Linked DNA regions of Rattus norvegicus: region 1 is linked to region 2. A link is a contact called in public Hi-C data. All regions are on one chromosome and are shown on one strand. The core of a region is the stretch at or near the end of the contact, and the rest is flanking DNA. Distances in the headings are between cores, read along the strand shown.

Region 1 (6,539 bases), core at 254-2,753, 330 kb after region 2:
CAGAACAGAGAGAACTGGCTAGAATGGATGAGGCTGAGGGTTACACAAGGGAAACCCTCCACAGTCCCCTGTTGTGAGCATTATCTGGTTGCAGGCCTGAGTGAGGGGCAAGTGGAGGGCCAGGACTGGATTCAAAGCTTGCGGTAGCCAGCAGATGGCTCTTATCAATACCCCAGAGTTCAGAGCTACAGTGGCCCCATAGCACAGAGAAGAACGTGGTCTTACAAAGGTTCTTGACATCTTAGTCACACAGCTGAGAGACATCAGTCAGGAAAGGGATTCTGATGCCTGCCCGTGGCTGAGGGTCAGGTGAGTAAAAAAGCTTGGATGGGTGGCAGGGTAGGGGTCATGGTACAGCTGACTGGGGTGACTCAGACCAGTAGGGACCATGTTCTTAAGGCTGCTGTGCCTAGCACTTGACCCTACCCAATCCCATGTAGAGATACTAACACCTGCCTGAAATTCTGACAGCCTCCACTGTAGGGACAAGATGGGGGTGGTAAGGCCAACAGGGCCCAGGTTTCTGTCTTTTGATGCCAATGAAGCACTTAATTCTGAAACTGTCATTTGCACCCAGGCCAGGGCTACTAAATGTGGTTGTTGGGTTTTAAAGTCTTTAATTATGGTGTGTGTGTGTGTGTGTGTGTGTGTGTGTGTGCGCGTGCGTGCGCGCGCGCGCGCGCATGCGTGCAAAAGTGTGAGTATACCATGGTATACATATAAAGGTTAGATACAACTTAAAAAAAAACTTATTTATATGAATACACTGTAGCTATCTTCAGACACACCAGAAGAGGGCATCAGATTCCATTATAGATGGTCTAGATGGTCGTGAGCCACCATGTGGTTGCGGGGAATTGAACTCAGGACCTCTGAAAGAGCAGTTATCATTCTGCCAAGCCATCTCTCCAGCCCTAGAGTAGAACTCTTAAGAATTGCTTCTCTCCTGCCCCCTCTAGGATCCAGGGGTGGAGCTCCAGTTACCAAGTCTGTGCACAAGAATCTCTATGGACGGACCATCTCACTAGCCCCTGGGTTTTTTGTTTGTTTGTTTGTTGTTTTTTAGCTATTTTTTCTTAAACAGTTTTCGTGATGTGTAATTTACATACTGCACAATTTATCACTGGCAAAGGGAGACACACTTCTAGCTGTGCAGCCTGAGTCTTTTCCAAGTTATCTACTCAGGTGAAGCCCAGATTTTTTTTGGGCCGTGTGTGTCATGCTATGCCGAATTGGCTGACTCAGAACTCAGAGAGATCCGCTCGCCTCTCCCTCTCTGAAGGCCCAGCTGGTGCATTTTTAAAGCATGAGGTTTGTTCCTGCTCCTCTCGGGACAGAGTCGTAGGCAGTAAAAGGGCCAACCACCAGGAGTCGCTGCTGCACCGGAAGCCAGCCTTCGTTGCGCCTGCGCGGACCCGGGCACGCGGCGTTCCCGAGCCCTGCGAGTGCGCGCCCTCCACACCAAGTGCGCCTGCGCGGAGCCTGTAGTAGCCTTTCTCGCGCCGGGCGCTCGTCGCTCGCCGGCGGCCATGGGGGAGGCCGAGGTAGGCGGCACGGGCGCCCCAGGCGATAAGGGCCCAGGCGAGGCAGCCCCGAGCCCTGCTGAGGAGACGGTGGTGTGGAGCCCTGAAGTGGAAGTGTGCCTCTTCCACGCCATGCTGGGCCACAAGCCTGTCGGTGAGCGCCGCGCCGCGCACCGGCGTGGGGGTGGGGCGGGATAAACCGTCGGGCGGGCTGGCGGAGCCTGCGACCCCGCACGGGCGGGACCTCCCACTCTGGGGTGCCCTGTTAGTCCAAGAGACCATGACTTTCCTTCCCGAGAAGCCCTCTCCCAGGGGACACTCCTGACTTCCCTGCCCTTGAGACAGTCCTACCCCAGGGAACGCCTCCATTCTCCCCGCCTCTGCAGCCCCTCTGCCCAGGACCCGCCTACTATACACCCTAACCACCTGCCTTGTGGCACCCTTCGTCCCCTTTGACACTTGACTCCTGCAACACTTGCACCTGTGGTTTGCACACTCCTGCCCCTCCTACACCCATGTCCTCTGCACAGAGGTGCTATCCTAACCCTCAACCCACTGTCCTGCCTCTCAGGGGTGAATCGACACTTCCACATGATTTGTATCCGAGACAAGTTCAGCCAGAATATTGGGCGCCAGGTTCCATCCAAGGTGATCTGGGACCATTTGAGCACTATGTACGACATGCAGGCACTGGTGAGTGGACCCTGGCCCACTCATTTGGGGGCTGAAGGTGGAGTCAAGTCCCGGATGCTGCCTTCCCAGAGTCCTCTGTGGTACAGGACAGAGCCCTCTTCTCACTTGGGGTTTGGTATGCAAAGATCTCAAAAGATGAGGCTCCTTCCTCAATCCTGCCTTGAAAAGCACAAACTAGGGATTCACTAACCACTTTCTCAGGACACCTACTTTAGATTGGTGGCACAAAGTGTCAAGGAGATAGTTGGGCGCTGAGATGATAGAGAAGCCTCAGCCACCGTAAAAGGCAGTAATAGGGTGCAGTGTCGGTATTGGGGTCCTTTGAGAATCTGTATACTGTGGGAGCTAGACTGTTCCTCTTCTGAGAGCAGAGAGGGTAGCTAGGTAACTGGTTTGGAGAGCTGGCAGTGTCTGACTCGTGTGTAGGTAACTAGTAACCTTGCTAGTCAGGTTTGTCTGCAGTGTCTGGCAGGCAGTGAGACTACGTAACCAGGATGGGTGGGGCTGTAGGGGCCTGTGGTTGGTCATGGCGCCCCTGGATACATTGTCCTGGTGGGAGTGTTACAATGGTGAACAGGTCAGGTCCTTGTGAGCACATCAGGGGAGCTGCTATGACTCCAGGGCTCTCTCGGTGGCATGAACCTGGTCCTCTCCTCTGGTTTGGTTTGGCTGGTGCTAGCCTGGCCCTCCCTAGTCATCTGAGAAGCCCAGCTGAGGTGGACTCTGCAAGCTGGAGCAAGGAGCCCCACCAGCTCGCAGCCTCCAGCCTGCTCCTCCGTACAGCTTAGTGAGCGGAGACCCTGTTTTCTGTTTCTTGAAAATACAAAACGCTTTGTGCCGGCAGCACGAGTCTGAGATTCTGCCATTCCCAAATCCAGAGAGGAACTTTGTCCTTCCCGATGAGATCATTCAGGAAGTCCGAGAAGGTGAGACTCAGCCACCACCAGGGCTGGGAATAAAAAAAGCCTCACCAGGCCAAAGGTGGGGAGGTCTGGGGCCTCCAGGGAGGTGTAAGGACCCTGCTCAGACCACGCCTCCAGTGGCGCCTGGGAGGTTTGGGGAGCCGAGGGCTGGGGCGAGCGGTGCTCAAAGGCAGTCTCCTGATGGATGCCGTCTTACGATGGACGCCGAGGCCTGTGTGGGCAGCGAGAGTCGGAAGCAGTCCTGGCCAGACCGTCCCCCAGCGCTGGCCACCACCGTGGGTTTCCAGTGAACGGCAGCTGTCTCCTCCACAGGAAAAGTGGTCATTGAAGAAGAAATGAAGGAGGAGATGAAGGAGGATGTGGACCCCCACAGTGGGGCTGATGACGGTGAGTGGAAGTGCCTTCTGGAGCCGTCACCACCACGGGCCAGCCTCAGGCAGAGTGAGGTCAGGAAGCTGAGAGTCAGGAGCGAAGCATCCCTTTCAGATGAACTCAGTGTGGGAGGGCCTCTGAGAGCCATGAGGAAGGGGCCGAGGCCAAGGCTGGGGGCCTCTGAGAGCCATGAGGAAGGGGCCGAGGCCAAGGCTGGGGGCATTGGGTGGGCTTAGACAGGAGACCCCCTGAGAGACTCGGTTTCTCTTCGAGCCCAGCTGTACAGGGCACTTACCCGGGGAACATACTGGGTCCGAACGCCTGGTTTCTCTAGCTGAAGAGGAAAATGAGATGAGTTTCTGGATATTCTGTTTTCAGCCAAATGATTTTGTTTCCCAGTTTTTTCATCTTCAGGGAGCTTGGGGAAAGCATTAGAAAAATCCAGCAAAGACAAAGAGAAGAACTCCTCAGACTTGGGGTGCAAAGAAGGGGCAGACAAGCGGAAGCGCAGCCGGGTCACTGACAAGGTCCTGACTGCCAACAGCAATCCCTCCAGCCCCAGTGCTGCCAAGAGGCGCCGCACATAGACACCTCAGCCCCAGGTGGCCAAGAGATGCTCCAGCTGCCTGTCCTCAGGTCCCTGGGTGAATGTGGCCATCCAGCAGAGATGCTAGTGGGGCTTCCGCTGTGTCATCAGACCTCCAGAGCACTTGATTGGTCCAAAAGGCCAGCAAGACCGGTGTCCACTCTGCTGGATGGTGAAGCCTCTGAGCCAGCCTCTTGCTTTCTCCTGGTCAGTTCCCTTATGCCCACAGTGTGTGGAGAAGAGCAGGTGCGTGGGCCAGAGGACCAAGAGTCAGCAAGCAATAAGACGTCACCCTCACTGTCCTCAGGAGCCAGGCATCCTCCCTGGGTGCCCAGTCTTTGCATCTGCTTTTCCTGTAAGACTCCATTGTGCACTGGCATCCAGAGAAGGTGTCTTTGGAGTTCACACAGCACACACTGTGCACAGAAGGCCTCCCCCATCTGGGAAATAGAACTGGATATTTTGCCTCATTCACTTGTACTGTAATAGTGTATATAATTTAGTTGGTATTTCACTATTTAATTTTTAAGAAGCCTATTTTACTAGTGTTTTGTATGAAGAAAAATACTGCAGAAGTTAAACCTGTGATGTGTTTTTTTGAGCTGTTTTGTTTTAAGGTAACTACTGAGATACGTCTGGCTGTTTTTATATGCCAGATACAGAGAATTTTTAGCGGTTATTTTTGTAATTTTAGTAACTTGGAAAAGACCAAATAAGGGGGTGGAACAAAGGAACAGCCATCAGGCTGAAAAGCCAGTGGCCTGATGGCTGAAGCACATTTTCATTTGCAGGATATTAAAGCATTAAAAAACTATCTTGGGAGTTGTGTGATTTGCTACTAAAACAAGTTGGTTTTTAAATTCTTCCTACAGAGGAAAGGGTCCCCCACTCTAGAACTCATAACCATAGGGTACACTTAAGATGACTTCTTGGCATCGCTGGATGCAGTAAGGTTATGAGCCTTCATCAGAGACTCTTAGGACACCCACCCCCAACTCCTGCCTACCTGGCCGCTACCTATTATCCTCCATAGCCAAGTCCAGCTGTTGGGTGGATGAGCACAGTGAAATGTCAGACCATCTTGACTACTGCCTGTGACTGAAACCGCCCCCCTGCCATCTGCAGGGTCCCAGGCAATGAGAACTGGCCTGCTGTGGCACTCCAAGCTGGCCTACATCAGCCACTTCTAGTCAGGGCAGTTGGGTCACCATAAACGTACCACTAGACCCAGCTCCCTGGCGTAGGGAGCATCCTGAGTTGACACAGGTGAGCTAGCTAGATGAAGTGGCAGCCCTGTACACTGCATTCAGACCTGGACCAGTGCTTGTGTGTTCAGTGCAAGAGACAGGGAAAGAGGTGTTACAGCATGTTTGGGGAAATGGCTTGGGGCCACTCCATCCTGTCCCTCCCCAGTGTCCACTACTAGAGGCCTGTTCTGTGGAAGAAGCCTAGCTGTTGAATCCACCACTAGCAGGAGAAACAGAGGGCAGATGGTGACGATCAGGACAGAGGTCCTCTCTGGTCAGGCTCACTCTTCTAAACCCATCTGAAAGAACAATCTAGGGCCATGAGAGCATGCCAGTAGGCCTGGTCAAGGCATTTGCCTTGAGGATTATTTTCTGTTTGTTCCCCAACAGCCCAGTGTCTGGATCTGAAGTCAAACCTGCTGCCTTCCTGAGCTATTCTGACCTTGTGATTCACAGGCATGGCCCTTTGTCCCTACGAAATGTCACTGACAACTGGGTCCAAGCAGCATGGCACACTGCCTCTTGCAAATATTACTGTCAGCCCATGGCATGTCCATCTTTCAGCTTTCTAGGACAGTTGTGGGAGAGGGGGCATTCACCCAAGGGACCCACTAACATCCCATGTACAATTTCCCTATCTAATGGCATTTAAACCAGGTGCCAGCCTGAGCATAGTCGGTGTCAGAAGCACTGGGGCAAAGATCAAAGACAGCCCAAGTTTACATTTTTACTTAATGAACATATGTATTTGTGTGGGTGCATGTGGAAATCAGAGAACTTCTTGCCTTCTACTATCTGGGTCCCAGGGATTGAGGGACATCTAAGTCTCTACAGTAGCCCATCAGTCTGATTTTGGTGGTTTTTGAGTTTCCAACTCAAGGGTTTCCAACTCTAGGGAACTTCAACAGGTCATACCGTAGTCTCTTACATACTGGACTGTCGCTAGAGACAATATATTTTTACTATGAGATTCCCAGAATATTACAGGTTCCTATCTGGTCAAGAAGTAAGGCCACACTTGAAGATCAAATACACACATACACATAACCTTGATTAACATTATTTGGAATACGGCTATATAAAAAGATTATTTTCTCTATGTAGGCAGCCTTCAAGCACATTTTGTCAACTGTCCCAGAATTCAGAACTCTCAACTGGTGAGAAACTTCAACCATGGTGGAATGCCGGTCCTTAC
Region 2 (6,321 bases), core at 854-3,353:
GGAGAAAGAGCTTCTTGTCAGCCTATTCTACAGGGCGGGAGACTAAGGCTGTAAGGGACCTACTAGCTGCTCAAGGTCACGGGGCTACTGGATGGAGGAAGGCTGGTCTGCACTCACTGTGACACAGCCCTCCGGAGGCTCTCCTACCCACCGGCTCTTCCTGCTGAGGGCCCGTGACCACAGAGGGTATCAACTCCCAACAGCTGGGCAGCAGTGTCAGGAGCTCAGAAGCAGAGCCCCAGAAGATGTGTGCCACAGGCAGCTGTCCTGTGGTCAGCAGCACAGGGATCAGAATGAAGTGGGGCAGAACTAGGAGGGAGGGCTAGGATGGCTGGCTCAAAGAGCTAGGGCGGCCGGTACCAAAGGGAGCCTCACCCACAAACATTTCAGCCTGCCTTTCACAAAGGGTCCAGCTAACACTCTGGGACAAATGACCCCTTGTCCCCAGTGGATCCCTCTATGTCCTGTGGAGAAGTATGACCTGGCCCTTCCTGTAGGCTAAGGTGGTGACCACAGAAAGTTGAGGCCCTTCCGTCCACAGACATGTGATGCAGGTTCAGTCAGATGTCAGGCAGCTTTTCCCACCACACTTGGGAGCCACCCGGCAGGAGCTCGGATGTATAGCGGTGGGGCCTGCCTGGAAAGGACTACAGTATCCAGACCTAGCCCCCATTGTCACTCTTCAGGTGAAGGCAGAGAACGCAAGAGGGGGCTGAGACCAACACGGAGCCTCGAAGCTAGAGTCTTCTGGGAAGTGGGGATAGCCTGGGGGTGGGGGGAGTGGTTAGGAATAAGAGCTGCCCTGGCTAGGCTGAGGGATCCTAGAATTGATCCAGGCAGGGGAGGAAGAACATGTCCATGTTGCAGGCCTGAGTCCAGCAGGTGTGGGACAGTGGGGAGGGAGGACTGGTCAGGTGTAAAAGGCTGAGAAGAGATGAATGAGACCTCGTGGGTAAGAGACTGGCATACACACTGACTTGGCCACACAGCAGGTAAAAAGTGTGTGAGTCCTGGTGTTTACAGTACTAAAGGAGTGGCCAGGGGAGGGATGCGTCCAGAGTCAGTTAGGCTGAGGCAACTCCGAAATCCATGTTCAGGGTACTCTCAAGATGAAGAACTGACCCCATATCCAGGAGCTGACAGCTTTAATGAAACTATTCCCTACATGTGGAGGCTGACCAGCTTCCATTAATCCCAAATTTGTCCCCTGTATTCTGGACTGATGCTACCACATCACCTCAGCCCCAGTCAAGGGCAGACGGGACTATAAGTCACTCTTGACTCTTGCAGGCTGTGGTGATGGGCCCTCAAGTACTAGAATAAAGGACCCTTGGACCCTGGCTCCTGCACTTGGGCTTAAGAACCCCCTTTCTTAGTCACCCAACACCTTGATCTTGGGCTGGTCATCTTGACCCTATGTCCTGGGCTGACCACTCCGGTTCACCCAGATCTCTGACAGCTAGCTGGTGGGTCCCAGGTGACCACACCTCTCTGTGGGGTGAATAGACCCACCTCATCCCAACCATGTCCAGGTCTGCCGAGCTTGTTGCTTACCCAAACCCACAGGTCAACTACCCTGTGAGCTGGGAGGAGGGACCTGGCTCACCACCACCCGTGCTCCGGGCTGCCAAGGCCATAGGTCATACAGCCAGCGTGCTGGTTAGGCCTCTAGGCCACTCCGACCCAAGAGTGCAGCCGCCCCTACCCAGCCCACTCACCTTTGGCGCTGCCCGTCCAGGCCGAGGCTGGCGGGCGCCGTCGTGGGGCTGAGCAGGCCCTGGGGCGCGGGCCTGGCTGGCAACCCCGGGAGGCCTCCGGGTGGAGCTGGCGGAGGCGCTGGAGCCTCGCGGGCCTCGGTGGGCGGTGGCGGCGGAGGCAGTGGCTTCTCGCCTCCCGGACCCAGGCTCGGTGGCCGTCCATCTAGGGAGATGTTGTTGAGAAAGAAGAGGGCGGCCTGGCGGCGCCGGGAGTCCCCGCGCCTTCGCGGCACGGCCGGCGGGTTCCGGGCGGCCGGCGCGGGCCTGGCGGGGCCGGGGGCCGGACCCGGGGCTCCTCCCGCCGCGGCCGCGGCCATGCTCGAGTGCGCCGCCGCGCCGCGCCGCCGCGCAGCTGCCCATTGGCCGCGGCGCGCCTGCATGCAAATGAAACCCCGTCACTACCGCCCATTGGCTGCGGCGCGTCTATATGCAAATATAGTTCCGGGGTCTCTGCCCATTGGCCGCGGCCCGCCCATATGCAAATATAATTCAGAGGTTCCTGTTCATTGGCCGCGGCGCGCCAGCATGCAAATGAGCCCCCTTTGAGCCCTTCCATTGGCTAGCGAGGTGTGCCGCGCCCCGGCGCTCCTCTGGGTCCTAGAGATGCTTGTCCTCTCTTTGTTGTGGGTTTGGCGTGGCCAAGAGACGCTACACTTGGCAAGATCGGTAGGTGCACCGAACCTATGTCCTGTTCTCCTGTTCAGTACGTAGTGTACAGGGCACCCAGCAGTGAATGCTCATTATGAGCTGCGGACTCGTGCGGGCCAGGCGTGGCCACTTGCTCCAGGGTGTTTCTTCAGCGCTGAGGTTCTTCCGGGCAGGTATCCATAAGCCCACAGCTTCCGGGCTGTGCCAGCCGGGCCACCTGGCTTCCGGCACTGACTGCGGAGGACACCCATCTATGTTCTGAGGACAGCTTGCATCTTCTTGGGTGCCTCAGTTGCAGCATGGACATGGTCTTGAGACTTCATGATATTGGAATTTCAGTTTTCTTCATGGAGGGTAGCCAGGACTTGAGTATACAAACCCTTCTGGCTTTCTACCGTGTATATGTCTGGTGAAGCCTGCCTTCATCCTAACACCATCTGCTCTTTCCAGCTCCCAAACTACGCGGAGTTCTTGTTTTTAAAGTGGGACCTTGGGGTTGGGGATTTAGCTCAGTGGTAGAGCGCTTGCCTAGGAAGCGCAAGGCCCTGGGTTCGGTCCCCAGCTCCGAAAAAAAAAAAAAAAAAAAAAAAGAAATAAAGTGGGACCTTGGTGTTTGGTGAATCATTGAGGATGCACAAGGGAACATCTCCCTGATGTTCTTTCTTGTGTATGGTCACTGCCGGCTCTGATCCTGTGACTGCTGCAGTGGGTACTGGTCTGGAGTTGGTTGAAGGACAGGGATCCCTAGGAAATGGCTTCTTTGCTTGGGAGGAGAAGCCATCGGTGGTCCACACTGCCAGTTCCCTCTGTGCTTTCAAGGCTCAGGCAGGCTGATTCTGCCTTCTCTCCTTGGTGTCTCCTTTTCATTCCTGCACAAGTAAGCTTACCCTTAACTCTGCTCTGCCCTCTCTTCCACTGCCTGTTCCAAGCTGGCCTCTGACAGGATGGGCAGGCTTCCTGTCTAGTAGAATGCAGGTCTTCGTCCATTTAGTTGTGGGCACTTCCAGAGAGTGTCATTTCTGTCAGGGAGCCATGGTATCTGCTGACCCGGAGTGGTGTCCTTCACACCCAGGCTGCTGTTAGCAGTCACTGTCTGCAAGTGACCACGGGTGCAACTCACCTTTCTGAGTTTTGGTCTCCGGCAGCATGACGGACTAGGTGTATGCCTAAGCTGCTTTGGGATGGTAATTGAGAGATAGTGGTGTTGGTCCTTGCTGCTAATGTGTACAGGAGGGACAACAAACTCACGGCTGACAGAAGCCACCGTCAAACAGGGATGGCAAGGAGGACCACTCCCAGCAGGGTGCCACAGGTGTGGACAGAGCCCTAGAGCTAGACCCCAATGTTGGCAGGCACTGTGGGACCTGTGAGGTGCTTGAGGAACATTTAGGCAGGACTTGGCCTCTTCTTGCATGTGGTGCTGTGGTTTGTTCCCTCACAGATCAAATCTGGCCAGGAAGTCGGAGTGAATAGAACATTACCGCTTGTGTTTATTCAATTTCAAAGCTCAAGAAACTTGCAACCGTTTGAACACACACATACACACACACTCTCATGCATGCACCTATGCACCCATGCATATACACATACATCCCTGGCTGGCTGTCCCTTGGAATTTAGTCCTTCTGGCCTCTCAGGTGGCGGGTAGAGAGGTCTGCTCAGTGGAGAATGGTACCTCGTCAAGCCTGGGCCTCACCCAGCCCCAGTGACAGCCTCTCCAGTTCTGGGAGTTTGATGCTGTAGTTCTTTCTACCTGGCTTGGCCAGCTCCGGCCTTTCTCACTCAGTTATGGTCAAGTGAGTTCTCCTTGGCCTTCACCCTGACCTTTTGGTGAGCATCTAGATGCTTATAAGAGCGTGCTAGGAACTTTGCCTGCTCGGCACACTTCTATTCACCCCTCAAAGCCCAAATTTTGGCTTCAGGTGCCACCTTCCTTGACCTCTCCGAGGCCACTTCTTCCTTCCTTGATACCCCACACTGGACCCTGACTGGGCGCTCTGTAGGTAGAGCTCGTCTTTGTCCTGGAAATGGCAACTCTTAAATTTCACACACACAGGGATTCCCCTAAGTTTCTTCAATAACGTCAGGATCCAGTGACCCAGGGCTGAATCTTAAGCTCAGAGACCCGCTTCACTAGCACCAGGTTAACAGTGAACAGGGGGTCTGCAGAACATAGGGGCTAATTTTGCTCTGTCTTCCTGTCCTTGGATCCAGCTAATCCTGGATCACCTGCCTAAATGGGTCAGTGCATCTGACCTCAGCTCTGCCAGATGCATGTTTTGGCATTCACAGTCTTCTCTGAGGCCTCTCACATCTGACCAGGTACTCTGCGCATGGCCTTCTTTTTCTTCCTCTTTGCAGGCTGCATTTACCAAGACTCCACAAGGGGGCGCCCACGACCGATGACTGAAGCTTCCTTCCTGGCCTGGAAAAGTCTGCAGGATCTGGGACCTCAGGAGGTGGGGGCGTTGCTCAGAAAATGAAGCAGAGCTTGGCTGGGACTCCCCTATTTCCTGCCCTGCCTCCAGGTGTAGCCCCGCCTTCCTACAAGTTTGGAAATGGGAGGAGCTGCCCCTCCCCCCCCCCCAGACCTGAGAGGAGACCGGGTTCACCAGCCCCTCCGAACATAGGCGGAGTTCTGAGCTATCTTCAGGTTGTGTGGCTTGACTTGTGCAGGCAACAGTCTGTGACAGCTACCTCTGGGCAAATGCAGCGTCCCTCAGTCTGAAGAGTTAGGACTCCCGACAGCTGTTAATGGGGGAGAGGCTGTAGTCCTCCGTGTCCCTTGGGCTCCTGGGACCATCTGCTGGTGTCAGGGGTTCCTTTGGTTTCCTCTTCCCTTGGGATGGCTTCTTGGGGGCTGTGGGAGAGGAAAAGTTAGTGTAGACATGGCAGTAGCCAGTTTTTCTGTCTTCCTACTTCTAGGCTTAGGAAAGCTCAACTCCGTGAAGTCCGTTGGCCACTCTTGTTTCCAACACGGTAGTGGTTGGCTGGAGCGCAGGAGGAGAACCATAAGAGTACAACCAAAGGGCCACCCCTCACACAGAGCCTAACCTCAGAATCTCTCTCACTGCCACTGTGTAGCCAGGGCTATGACCTCAAGGGAGGGGCATCTGGTCTGGGCAAGTAATACCCAGCACCTTCTGAGATGCTGGGTTTATGCGGCAGACCTGTGGCTTTGGGCCAATATCTCGTCGAGCCTCAGTTTCCCCCGAGTGTCAAGCAGCGTCAGTTCTAAGTGCCGGTCAGAGTTATTAGCCCAAGGCAGAGATAGCTACATACCCCTCCCACTCCCCGTGGCTCAAGTTAATCCTGGGATGTGTGACATCCTGCTAGGCAAAGTGGGAGCATGACCCTCACAGGACATGAGCCTGTTCTTACTGGCTGCCAGACAGTGTCCAGGAATGGAGAAGTATCCACCCAGTTCTATCTGGGAGGGCTAGGTGGGCTGTCTTACTCAGTGAGAAAGGTGGAAGGTGAGACACCCGTAAGTCAGTGGACCACACCCCAGCCCATGTGCACATAGCAGGAAGTGCTTGGAAATGACACAGAAACCCTGGCCTCCGCTCGGAGCAAACACAGGCTTCGGTCAGTCCCTTTCCGGCAACAATGGCTTATTGTGGTGGCCCCAGCCCAACCTGCTGAGCTGTAGCCTGGGCAAACATAGGGTACATGCATGTTAGCTTAGGTGTTCAAAGACTCGCCTTTGTGCGCCAGAGCAGGAAGTGTCCCGATACTCTTACCCAGGACCAGGCTGAGATTCCTGCTATCTTATCAGGCAGAGCTGAGCTCAAAGACACCGCCCTGGGCAAACATATGAGCAACCCTAACACTGAAGGAACACATATCCCAGAGCCAGCTGGATGTGCCTCTGTGACTGCCCAGAGGTGCACACGAGATTCCATGGATGCCAGCC

The links. Hi-C and Micro-C count contacts between places; a contact is called where the count stands out from the background.
Region 1: a Hi-C map of Schwann cells shows a contact between it and region 2, with 10 times the contacts expected there. The contact joins the promoter of Mrgbp here to the promoter of Cables2 in region 2. A contact is called at or near these places in 7 of 12 Hi-C or Micro-C datasets (the A7r5 cell line, Schwann cells, frontal cortex and 4 more).

The regions. Positions count from the first base shown.
Region 1 is chr3:188,073,252-188,079,790 of GRCr8, forward strand. Mrgbp (MRG domain binding protein) reads left to right here and starts at 1,504. Exons shown (of 5, transcript NM_001173739.1): 1 at 1,504-1,677; 2 at 2,095-2,216; 3 at 3,061-3,142; 4 at 3,452-3,526; 5 at 3,911-4,911. The coding sequence starts at 1,530. The coding sequence ends at 4,098.
Region 2 is chr3:187,737,777-187,744,097 of GRCr8, forward strand. Cables2 (Cdk5 and Abl enzyme substrate 2) reads right to left here and starts at 2,104. Exons shown (of 11, transcript XM_008762589.3): 1 at 1,719-2,104. The coding sequence starts at 2,074. It overlaps Rbbp8nl (RBBP8 N-terminal like), which reads right to left. Exons shown (of 15, transcript XM_039106759.2): 14 at 5,103-5,265; 15 at 3,866-4,856. The coding sequence ends at 5,138.